Regions from separate parts of the Mus musculus genome. Here all the other regions are linked to region 2. Evidence: chromatin contacts called from public HiChIP or PLAC-seq data. All regions are on one chromosome and are shown on one strand. Each heading gives the region's core, a stretch centred on a gene start, on an enhancer-like site or on the middle of the called end of the contact. The rest is flanking DNA. Distances are from core to core; before and after follow the strand shown.

The links. HiChIP or PLAC-seq counts read pairs in DNA pulled down with a chosen protein or histone mark.
Region 1: an H3K4me3 HiChIP or PLAC-seq map of the 230-238 cell line shows a contact between it and region 2, with 12 read pairs. The contact joins the enhancer-like site here to the promoter of Topbp1 in region 2. A contact is called at or near these places in 2 of 39 promoter capture datasets (the C10 cell line and pre-B cells), 4 of 115 datasets of contacts at active chromatin or transcription factors (the 230-238 cell line, the SCID.adh cell line, embryonic stem cells and 1 more) and 1 of 9 other capture datasets (liver).
Region 3: an H3K4me3 HiChIP or PLAC-seq map of pro-B cells shows a contact between it and region 2, with 2.2 times the contacts expected there. The contact joins the promoter of Bfsp2 here to the promoter of Topbp1 in region 2. A contact is called at or near these places in 2 of 39 promoter capture datasets (the C10 cell line and pre-B cells), 4 of 484 Hi-C or Micro-C datasets (CD8 T cells, nephron progenitors, pre-B cells and 1 more), 4 of 115 datasets of contacts at active chromatin or transcription factors (the 230-238 cell line, large pre-B cells, memory CD8 T cells and 1 more) and 3 of 9 other capture datasets (adipose tissue, liver and pancreatic islet).

The regions. Positions count from the first base shown.
Region 1 is chr9:103,457,691-103,461,361 of GRCm38.p6, forward strand. All of the region lies in intron 1 of Bfsp2 (beaded filament structural protein 2, phakinin), which reads right to left. It overlaps 5830418P13Rik (RIKEN cDNA 5830418P13 gene), which reads left to right. Exons shown (of 6, transcript NR_040466.1): 6 at 2,129-3,570. Among named protein-coding and RNA genes, the nearest start is that of Gm16252, 13 kb to the right of the region's middle. Within about 2 kb of position 1,816, at least 6 of the 459 cell types and tissues checked have an H3K27ac peak or open chromatin away from gene starts, as enhancers often do. A contact at or near this core is called in the 230-238 cell line, where this site is marked.
Region 2 is chr9:103,303,675-103,307,204 of GRCm38.p6, forward strand. Topbp1 (topoisomerase (DNA) II binding protein 1) reads left to right here and starts at 1,653. Exons shown (of 28, transcript NM_176979.5): 1 at 1,653-1,697; 2 at 2,423-2,513. The coding sequence starts at 2,430.
Region 3 is chr9:103,478,411-103,481,837 of GRCm38.p6, forward strand. Bfsp2 (beaded filament structural protein 2, phakinin) reads right to left here and starts at 1,838. Exons shown (of 7, transcript NM_001002896.3): 1 at 1,325-1,838. The coding sequence starts at 1,816. The region is part of intron 2 of Gm16252 (a long non-coding RNA gene); the gene reads left to right.

The DNA of each region.
Region 1 (3,671 bases), core at 566-3,065, 150 kb after region 2:
GAAACTATGTCCAAAGACACTGGGTAGAAACACAGAGATTTTAGAGGTTAGATAGAGCTGGCAACCCTGTAGCTTGGTGGCCTTTAAATTTTCATTCTGGGCTGAGAACAGGAGTAATGTGGATAGTGCCTGCGGGGCAGATAGGGTGGCTTTGTCCAAATGTCTGTGCTCTGAGGCTGTGCGGGCTCAGGGCTGGGGGAGGCAGAGGGCCTTCCTGCTTTTTGCTGGTGTTTAGTAACAATCAAAGATTTATTCCACCCTCAAGTGGGGGCCGATTATAGGCTCCGGCTTGCCAACGTACAGCCTGCTGGCCCTGCTTTCCCACTGTCTTCCCAGACAGAGATCCTAAAATAAATTAACAGTCTCCCCTCCTCACCACAGAGGACCCTGCAGTAGCCACCACTGCCTTTCCTAACCAGGAAGAGATGTGTCCAAAAAAGACCAGTTATGTGGTATAAGGAGGGTTAGAACCTTTGCTGGGGTTTATATAGACTCAGAAAAAAAAAAAAAAAAAAAAAGCCAGGCGGTGGTGGTGCACACCTTTAATCCCAGCACTTGGGAGGCAGAGGCAGGCGGATTTCTGAGTTCAAGGCTAGCCTGGTCTACAAAGTGAGTTCCAGGACAGACAGGGCTACACAGAGAAACCCTGTCTTGGAAAAAAAAACCAAAAAAACAAAAATAGACTCAGAACTGGTATGGTGGCCCAGAGAGGGGTCCTGACCAAAAGCAAAGCATGGGGCCTGTAAGGGAAAATCTTCAGGAAGCCTTCCCAGAGCTGAAGCTAGGAAGGGAAGAGGTCAGAGAAGCTGTGTTTATTAACTGTCTTAGCCTGGACCCAGCATAATGCCTGAGCCAGCTTGTCCGGGCTCAGATAGTGAACCACTAAATATTTTAGGAGTTTTGAGCTGGTTAAACATGCCATCGTGAAGAATTAAATTATGTGAGCTTACAATTAGTTGCTTAAAAACAAAGTCAGTACATACTCAAAAGGCAGTAGTCCCTGCCCCTTTCAAAATGTAATGATTTTGAAGTTACCTGCTTTGACTCTGTCTGGATGTTGGAAATGCTACATTATGGAACCCTGTATCTCTTTCCAGCCCTGTATTAGTGAGATGTTGGTAACTTGATATCAGCCAAGGTCAGAGTATTTGCACCAGGGAAATTGGCAAACACTATAAACCACAGGATTTATTTGTAGGGAGACAATTGTTCATGCTAAATATGCCCCACCTTGACATCAGTACTGGATATTCACAACTTCATTAAATGCTTGTGGCACTGGTTTAAAGCTGTCAACACCTTCACGTCACTGGAAAGAATATTATTGCTCAGAGAACTGAAGTTGTCCCAAGTCACAGAGCTGGAAATGTCACAGAGCCACAATGCCACCCCATGTCAGCATGTGTGTATGTGTGCTCAAAAGCGTGTGTGTGTGTGTGTGTATGTGTGTGTTTGTATGTGTGTATGGTTGTATATGTGTGTGTGTGTGTGTATGTGTGTGTTTGTGTGCATGCACATTCTCTTGAGGGAATGTTAATATTGTATTGTGCTTGTATATGTGTGTGTTTACGTGTGTATGTGTTTGTGTGTATATGTGTGTTTCTGTATGTGTACATGTGCATGAGTGAGTGTATATGTGTGTATGTATGTGTTTATGTGTGTGTGTTTGTGTGCATACACATTCTGTTGTATGTTTGTGCATGTGTGTGTATTATAAGCTAAAAGGCTCATCATAATTTAGTGACCCTCCTGGATCGCTGTCTCCTTGCTCCTTGGTTTCTTTGCTCTCCACATGCAGACAGCCAAGACTCTCAGTTCCTCTTTGGGTTGCACCATGAAGATAAATATCTTTCTCATAGGTTCTGAGATTTCTAGCCCAACCCCACTGATACAATCCTCTTTCTCTTCAAGCCCCAGTCCCTTGTTTTGCTTCCAGAACCACATGACTGTATGGGTCTGGGGGATGAGCTTTGTAGCCAGGGAACTTTCCTGCTGAACATTTTCTCAGGAGAAGAAAGAGTATTTCTATTTTAAGCTCTGAGAGGTGTACATTAATTATCTGGTCCTCACTGATTTACAGCTGAAGAGGATACAAATTAACATTGCCTCTGTGCAACTTTCTTTCCAGGAGAGAAGCCAGTGAAAATACCAAATGTCACCATGAACAGCCATTGGACAGATGAGACATCCATAAGAAGAGCTACCTGTGACCTTGGAGCCACGTGGCCCTTCTCTCTAGGGAGAGAAGGTAGAAATGAATGACTTGTGGTCTTCATTAGTAACACTGAACGGCAGGCAGGCTGGAAGCTTGCTATAGGGAGAGCTGGGAGAGCTAACAGTGGGGTGTCCTCACCCCCTACTCTCCCTCTGACCTGAAATGCCACTGTCACAACTATATGCTTTAATGCCAGGTTCCCCACTCAAGGAGACAGTATGTGGTGATATGAATATATACTGTCCCCTCCCCCAGACTTAAGTGTTATGCCTCAATACTCAGGTGGTGGAGCTATTTTGGAAGGTTCTAAAAACTTAATGAGGTTGGAAGCCTAGTTATGGGGAAGTAGCCCCCTGGGACATGTTCTTGGGGCTGTGTATTTCCATGACCTTTCCTCTGTTCCTGCTTCCTGGCCATCCTGAGGTCATCAGCTTTCCCTTCCACCATAATGTTCCGCCTCACCACAGCCCAGAAACAATGATGCTGGCTGACTGGACCGAAAGGCTTCAAACTGTGAAAGAAAAAGAAGCCTTTCTTCCATTTAAAGTCATTTATCCAGGTATTTTGTTACAGCAACACAGGGCTGACAAACCTGGCTCATCAGAGCAATGTCAGTAAGAACTGATTGTGGGATTGCGTGGTCTTGAGGGAAAGAGGCTCGGGACCTGTAAGTAGCGACAGAGGGAGAAACACATGCTTTTCTAGAGGACATCTTGGATGGATTCCAGAGATGGGCAGTGAGAGGCTGCGGTGGGTTATAGAGTAAATTCTGAGGGGCTGGTGAGGAACAGAAGACATGGTGATGGCTGTTGCTGTGGAGGGAGGGATGGCTGTTGAGGGAGGGATGGCTGTTGAGGGAGGGATGGCTGTCAGAGGTTTATTTCCCCCTAGCCCTCCTCATGGAGGTGTCTTTAGGATCTAGTGGTTCTTCAAGGGCAGTCCCCAGCATCCCTGGGAGCTCATGGGAAAGGACCATACCCCACGTCAGTGTAAGATCAGGATTTCTGAAGCTGCATTATAAGAATCTGTGTTTTAACCATCCACCCCCTCTCCTGTGTTGAATAAATGTTTTTGTGTAGAGAGGAATCACAACCATCAAATAATGGCTGCCATTCACTGTCTACTCAGAGTGTGCCAGGCAGCTTGCTGGACAGGCTCTCTCTCTCTCTCTCCCTCTTTCCCATCCCCGCCCCTCCCCCACACACCTTGGAGAATCAGTGGCTTGTGGAACAATCGCTCCTTCTAGACTGCCCTTACTCTTGTTCATGTGGTTGCCTGTGACACCTGGATCACCTGTCATTCCTTACAACCCTGGTTGTCTCATAAATCCTACATTACAATAATGTTCATTTCGTATATGCCTTTCTCTGTATAGCCTTATTCATTCTTGCCCTTGTCCCTTCTGCATATGATTACGGTTTTCTGGCAGCAGGTTCTGTGCCTGCTATTGGAGAAT
Region 2 (3,530 bases), core at 403-2,902:
GTGAGTTCCAGGACAGCCAAGGCTATGCAGAAACTCTGTCTCAAAAAATAAAATAAAATAAAATAAAGCTGGGGGTGGCTAATAATTCAGCATTTTATCAATAATTTACCCTTAGCAACTTTTTTTTGTTTTTGTTTGTTTGTTTGTTTGTTTGTTTTTCGAGACAGGGTTTCTCTGTGTAGCCCAGACTGTCCTGGAACTCACTTTGTAGACCAGGCTGGTCTTGAACTCAGAAATCCCGCCTGCCTCTGTCTCTGCCTCCTGAGTGCTGGGATTAAAGGCGTGATCCACCACTGCCCCCGGCTACCCTTAGCAACTTTTAAGAGGTAACATAAGAATGGGGTTTTGGTTAGAACCTAAGAGTTTTCTTACTGTAGATAGGCCAGAATAGTCAGATATTACCTGGGGACAGTGAAAAATGAGAAAGGGCATGAGCTATCAAAGGTGGCAGGATCTAACTGGATTTTTACAAGGAGAACGACCAGTAGTCAGACTACAGGTTTGGCTAAGTAAAGATTCTTTGTCACAAAATGCCGGAAGTACACATCAGAAAAGAAAAAAACCAACTTCTGTAATAAACTGTGCCGGGAAAATTGGATAGCCATACATAAAAGAAGGAAACTAGATCTTAATCTCTCTTGCGTTACACAAATATCAACTCCAAATGGATTAAAGACCTTAATGTCAGAACTGAAATCCTGAAACCAAAATAGTCAAGGGCTTTCTGAATAGGGCCCTAGTTGCTCAGGATATAATACGAACAACGGACAAATGAAATGGGATTGCGTGAAGTTAAAAGGTTGTGCACAGCAAAGAAAAATTAATCAAATGAATAAGCATACAGATGGGAGAAAATCTTTGCCAATTATACACCTGATAGAGGATATCTAGAAATACTTTTTTTTGGGGGGGGGGGGGTGGAGTTTCAAGACAGGTTTCTCTATATAGTCCTGGCTGTCCTGGAACTCACTTTGTAGACCAGGCTGGCAACTCAGAAATCCGCCTGCCTCTGCCTCCCAAGTGCTGGGATTAAAGGTGTGCTCTACCACTGCTCGGCTTAGAAATACATATTTTAAAAGTCTTGAATGTGAATATAACCTAATCAATAATCTAGCGTGCCTTTCATCACCCAGTCTTCTTTCCGTTACTGTTTTTGGCTTTGGTAAGGATTGATTGTTCATCCACTTTGGGGAGTCAGACCTTGACTTTCTTAACATCCTCCCACCCACAAGCCGCTATTAGCTTCATGCGCTGCCCCGGCACCGTCAGGAGAACTCGCCACTGGACCCCCTCGCCCCACTTCTGCACGTTCTGGACTTAAGGCTGATCGGTCCGGCCGCCCGCAGGCCCTCGCCACGAACGATGAGCTGCGCCGCAGCCGAAACTGTTGCCGCAAACCCAGACCCCAGAGCATCTCGGGAAAGCGTGCCCAAGGACCGCCCTCTTCCGACCGCTCCGCTTCCCAGAGCGGGGGCCCCGATGACGCCACTTCCTCCGGAAGAGGTGTGGCGTCCGCTCGGTTGGCGCGAAAGTCGGTTCCCGGTCTTGGCCCTTCCGGGTTCTGCAGCGTTAGCTTCGGGTTGGGGGCGCCGCCGAGGGCGGGGGCTGCGCGCCGGGCTGGCGCCCGACCCCAGCCGCCGTCCTGCCGGCCGCGCGCCCCCCGACTTGGTGCCCGTGGGCCCTCGGGCTCCACCTAGGTGAGCGAGCTTCGGCTCCTCCCGGCCGGCGTGGCCGCCCGGCGCCTCTTGCGGCCTTCGCGCCTCTCCTAACCGGCGGGTGGGCCTCAGGTCCCTGGGGAGCCGCGGCCTGGACGCTCCTTTCCCTGGGAGCTGGGCCGAGCGTGCACGACCTTGCACGGTGGCTGCTTGCGTTCAGAGTTCGTTAACTTAGGAGCAAATCTTGCGGGCTGTGGGTACCCGTAGCCGCAGCGGCGCCCTGCGTCGTCTTAAGCCCCATGCAAGTGAACAGTGAGTGACTGAGGACCAAACCAAGGGTCTCAGGGGATTCAATCAGGAACGTTCATTTTGTTCTCACGTTTGCAAGGATCCGTGTCCTTTTTTTTCTTCTTCGACTTTGCCCACCTTCTGGGGCCCTTTGTAAACATCTTGAATGAATTGATGAACCAAGCCAGATAGCTATGTCTTAGGCACTCTTGTCTGCATAAGAAAATAGTTGATTTGCAGGCCGGGCGGTAGTGGCACACTCCCTTTTTTGCCAGCTTGAGTGAGGCAGAGGCCGAGCATCTCTTGAGTGCCAGGCAGACCTAGTCTACAGAGCGAATTCCAGGACTGCCAGGGCTTGTCTCAAAACTAAAAAAAAAAAAAAAAAAAACCAAAAACCCTACAAAAATAGTTGACTTGTACATTTAATTCCCTGATTGACTGACTGACTTTTGTTCTTCTTGACTGCCTTATTCTCACAGTTCAGCTATGTCCAGAAATGACCAAGAGCCGTTTCTTGTGAAGTTTTTAAAGTCTTCGGACAATTCAGAATGCTTTTTTAAAGCTCTTGAGGTAAGAATTAATGGATATGTCTTATTTGATACTTGAGCTCATTTTCATGTTTTAAATGTTTTTGCTTTGTTGGATTTTATGTCTTAGAAGTAGATAATTTTAATGAAATTTTGCTATAGCATATGCTTAATACAGATAAATCACTGCTATATAATTTTTAGTTGATGCAAGTTTACCATTATATTTTTTGGGAGGATTGAAATCTATTGTGACAATTGGATGTTAACCTACAGTTTGATCCCCTACCCCCGCCCGGTCTGTGTCTGTTTGTGTGTGTGTCTGAGCCATCTTCCCAGTCCTCTGACTTAGAGTTCCTGACTTGTTTTGTTTACTAACCCCATTGATCCTTTAAGCACTGAAAAACGGAGTCACAATGCAATAGTTTTGGTTCATTGCTTGCTCTCTCTCTTTCTCTCTGTCTCTCTCTCTCTGTCTCTCATACACACACACACACACACACACACACACACACACACACACACACATATTCATGAATGAATGAATGATGGGAGTAGTTTTGAGCTTTGCCATTCACAAACCCTAGTAATGTCCTTGTAGCTTGGGAATCTATTAGAAATGCAGAGCCTTGGGATCCCAACCCACATTTGACAATTAGAATATGCATTTTAAACAAAAGTCCCAGTGCATATTCAGGTTTGAGAAGTTAGCTGTTTTTTTTTTGTTTGTTTGTTTGTTTTGTTTTTTAAAGTTCACTCACTTAGCAATCATCAATTGAGTGTCCGTCATCTGACAGGTTTTCCTCTAGCATAATACTTGGGGTACACCAATGATCAGAACAAGCAAATATCTCTCCTCTTTCAGCATACATAGAACAGGAAATCGGTATTAATCAGGTGATAAGCAAGAAACTACACAGTATGGGGGCAGTGAAAGAGTTGAGACTGAGTCTCACAGTGTAGCCCAGACTGATCTGGAACTCTGTGCTTCTGCCTCAGTTTCCTGCATGCTGAGATTACAGGTGTGTGCCCCAAAACCTAGTACCTATGTAATGTGTTA
Region 3 (3,427 bases), core at 588-3,087, 170 kb after region 2:
AGACAGTAAGACATTTCCATCCTCTTAAAAAGTTCTGTTTGAATCAGGGCTGTTGTGCTGGTATTTCTATATTGATTTCATGCTGAAGTAATTTTTGCCTTATTGAGTTAAGCAAGATATTAACACCAACTTCACTAGTTTATGAGCGCGCGTGCACACACACCATAGGTAGTAGGAAGTTGAAAATTACTAGTAATATCCATATTCCTATTGATCCCTGTACTGGCTAGTTTTGTGTCAACTTGGCACAGGCTGGAGTTATCACTTGACACAGGCTGGAGTTATCTCAGAGAAAGGAGCTTCAGTTGGGGAAATGCTTCTACGAGATCCAGCTGTAAGGTATTTTCTCAATTAGTGATCAAGGGGGGAGGTCCCCTTGTGGGTGGTGCCATCTCTGGGCTGGTGGTCTTGGTTAAGAGAGCAGGCTGAGAAAGCCAGGGGAAGCAAGCCAGTAAAGAACGTCCCTCCATGCCTCTGCATCAGCTCCTGCTTCCTGGCCTGCTTGAGTTCCAGTCCTGACTTTCTTGGTGATGAACAGCAGTATGGAAGTATAAGCTGAATAAACCCTTTCCTCCCCAACTTGCTTCTTGGTCATGATGTTTGTGCAGGAATAGAAACCCTGACAATCCCGTATACCCATTTTATCTGGATATAGAAGCACCCCTCCATTTATTTAGTAGTTATGTAAACTAGCACATCCACTCAATGGTATTGGGTTCTTTGATGGCTTGAAAACCATCAAAGTGACAGAGGCAACCCCAGATAGCAGGACAAGTGTAACTCTGAGGAAAGAAAATCCAGGGTCAGATATCTGCTGCATCTTGCCAATATAGTGGTTCTTAACCTTCCTAACACTGCGACCCTTTAGTACAGTTCCTCATGTTGTGGTGACCCCCTAGCCATAAAATTATTGCTACTTCCTAACTGTACTCTTGCTACTGTTATGACTCATAATGTAGACATCTGATATGCAGGATATCTGCATGTGACTCCCAAAGGGGCTGAGACCCACAGGTTGAGAACAGCTGCTCAATTAGCTGGTGAACTGGGGGACCTTGTGTTTCTCATCTGAAAACTGTATGTGGTGAGAGATTGGTTACAGAACATTGTTGGAAATTTTTTTTGGGGGGGTTGCATTATGCCTAGGGGGTCCTGGCTCCTGGTCAGCCTTAGTGAATGGCAGCCAGTGTTAACACTAGACCATCAGTTTTGGTATGGAAGAGATCTACTTCCCTGGCCTCTGATCACCCACCATCTTTGCTGCTACCTTCACCATCCCCTCTCAGACCTCTAGCAAGCCTCTAGACACAGCTGGGGGACTTACCTGCTGGTAGCTGCTGGCCCAGGAGGCGCGGAGGGCATCCCAGCCTCCAGAGCTCTTGGCCTTGCTCTCCAGGTGAGCCCGCAGTTGTGTTTCCAGTTCCTGGCTGACTTGCTCCAGAGCATGCACCTTGGTCATATATTCCACTAGGCAGCCCCCCAGGTCCTCAACAGTAGTGTGATCCCTTTCTGGGCCCGGAGCAGGCACGTTGGCAAGGCCTGAACTCCGCAGGCCCTGTAGAAAGACACTGCTGATGCCCAGGGCCCGGCGGGTCACTCGGGCACCGAGACCACCTATGCCACCACTGGGTGCGACTCCTACATAGACCCCAGGGGCACGGACGAGGCTACCCACAGCACTGGTCCTGGATGCTGGGGGGCTATCCAGGGAGGATGGAGAGTGTGTTCCCCTGAGGGATGACACCCTGTGCCTCTGCACGGGCATGCTGGAGTTGGTTCCCGAGGGCAAGTCCGCTGCCACTCTCCTCTTGCTCATCCTCTCTGCCTCTGTGGTGCCTGGCAGGTTTACAGGGTCCAGGGGCTTTTGGTTGCCAGCCCCAGCCTGGTCATGGGCCTCTCTGGAAGCTTCCCTGTCCCGTGTTCTTTGTCTACTGCCTTCCATGAGCTTCGGGCATTCATTGAGCTGGAAGAGAACCGCCCCACCAGCCTGTGAGAGGCACACAGGCATTCTCTGTTGCTGGGTCATGTGCCCAGCCGTCCAGACTTTTCTGGGGTGGGGGTGGGGGTGGGGGTGGGGTGTAGCAGTGCAGCCTGTGGGAATGGATCATCTAGATTTGCCTATTTCTTTTTAGAAATGGTCTCTAATGTAGATAAGCCTCAAAATCCTTATGCAGCCAGGATGACTTTAAATTTTTGATTCTTCTGCCTCCAATTCCTGCAATAGAATCCAGGGTCTCATGCATACTATGAACCCCAGTCCATGGCTTTTATTATGTCACTACCACAGAGAGGGCCAGGCAGGCAACAAACTGTCCCTACTTCACTGGTGAGCAAACAGGCTACAGAACCTTAGATGACACGTGTTCTGATATCCATATCTCACACTACAAGCTGGGACTCCGTGTAAGGGCCTCTGGGCTAATTACAGAGGATGTCCGCATCTCTTTGTGTATGCATGTGTGCAGGTGTGTGCGCGCACAAAGGAGCCAGCCATGGAGGAAGGCAGCCCCACAGGCCCAAGGGAAACAAAGCAAGCCTGGTCATGCTTTCTTCCTTCAGGTCCAGTAGCCATTCCAGGCCCCTTCCAGCTCCGTCCTCCCCTCCCCCTCATGTCTGCCCTCTGACACTCTGCTTGTCAGCAGCTGGCCGTTGGCCATGTTTCTTCTCCTCTAGACCTTGTGGTACATGCTGCTTGATTGCTAACTCTGACACAGCCAGCAGACGTTTTAGGACCTGAGCTGCAGGGCAGCTGTTAGGCTCTGGTCTCCCTTCCACCTCTGTCACACCCTTTAATAAAACCAAGAAGGGAGAACAACAAAGGGATTTCTGGAAAGTACCCAGGGGTGCTCCAAGTTTGGGTTTTTTCAGCACCTCAGGTTTTTCTTTTCTTTTTATTTTATGTACATTGGTGATCTGACTGCATGCATATCTGTGTGAGGGTGTCAGATCCCCTGGAACAGGAGTTACAGATGGTTGTGAGTAGGCACCTCAGGTTTTAATCCTGGCCTTTGGCATCTTCCAAGTCACACTGTCAATGGTTATATCCCAATCACTTTGGGGGGCTAGAATGGTCCCTTCAGCCTGAGCATGACATAGCCCTAAAACACCATGTGCTGAGTGAGGTTTTAGTGTATTGAAAGCATGCACCCCAAGTCCAGAGATGGACCTTGGATTCCTTGATCCTGTAATGTGAGAGTTGACTCCAGGCAAGAGAAGGCAACAGGAATCAATTTCTGGTGGGTACTGAGTATATCCAATTCTGAGCATAATTCCATTTTCTGATTTTTTTTTTCAGTTCAACTTTAGAACTCGGGAAAATAGACAGTTGACATGTACTGCTGTTTGGGGTGCATAATGTACAATTTCAGAAGGATTATCTCATAGGTACTATTATTTCCCTTTGTGATAAAAGACCCAGGGATCCCAT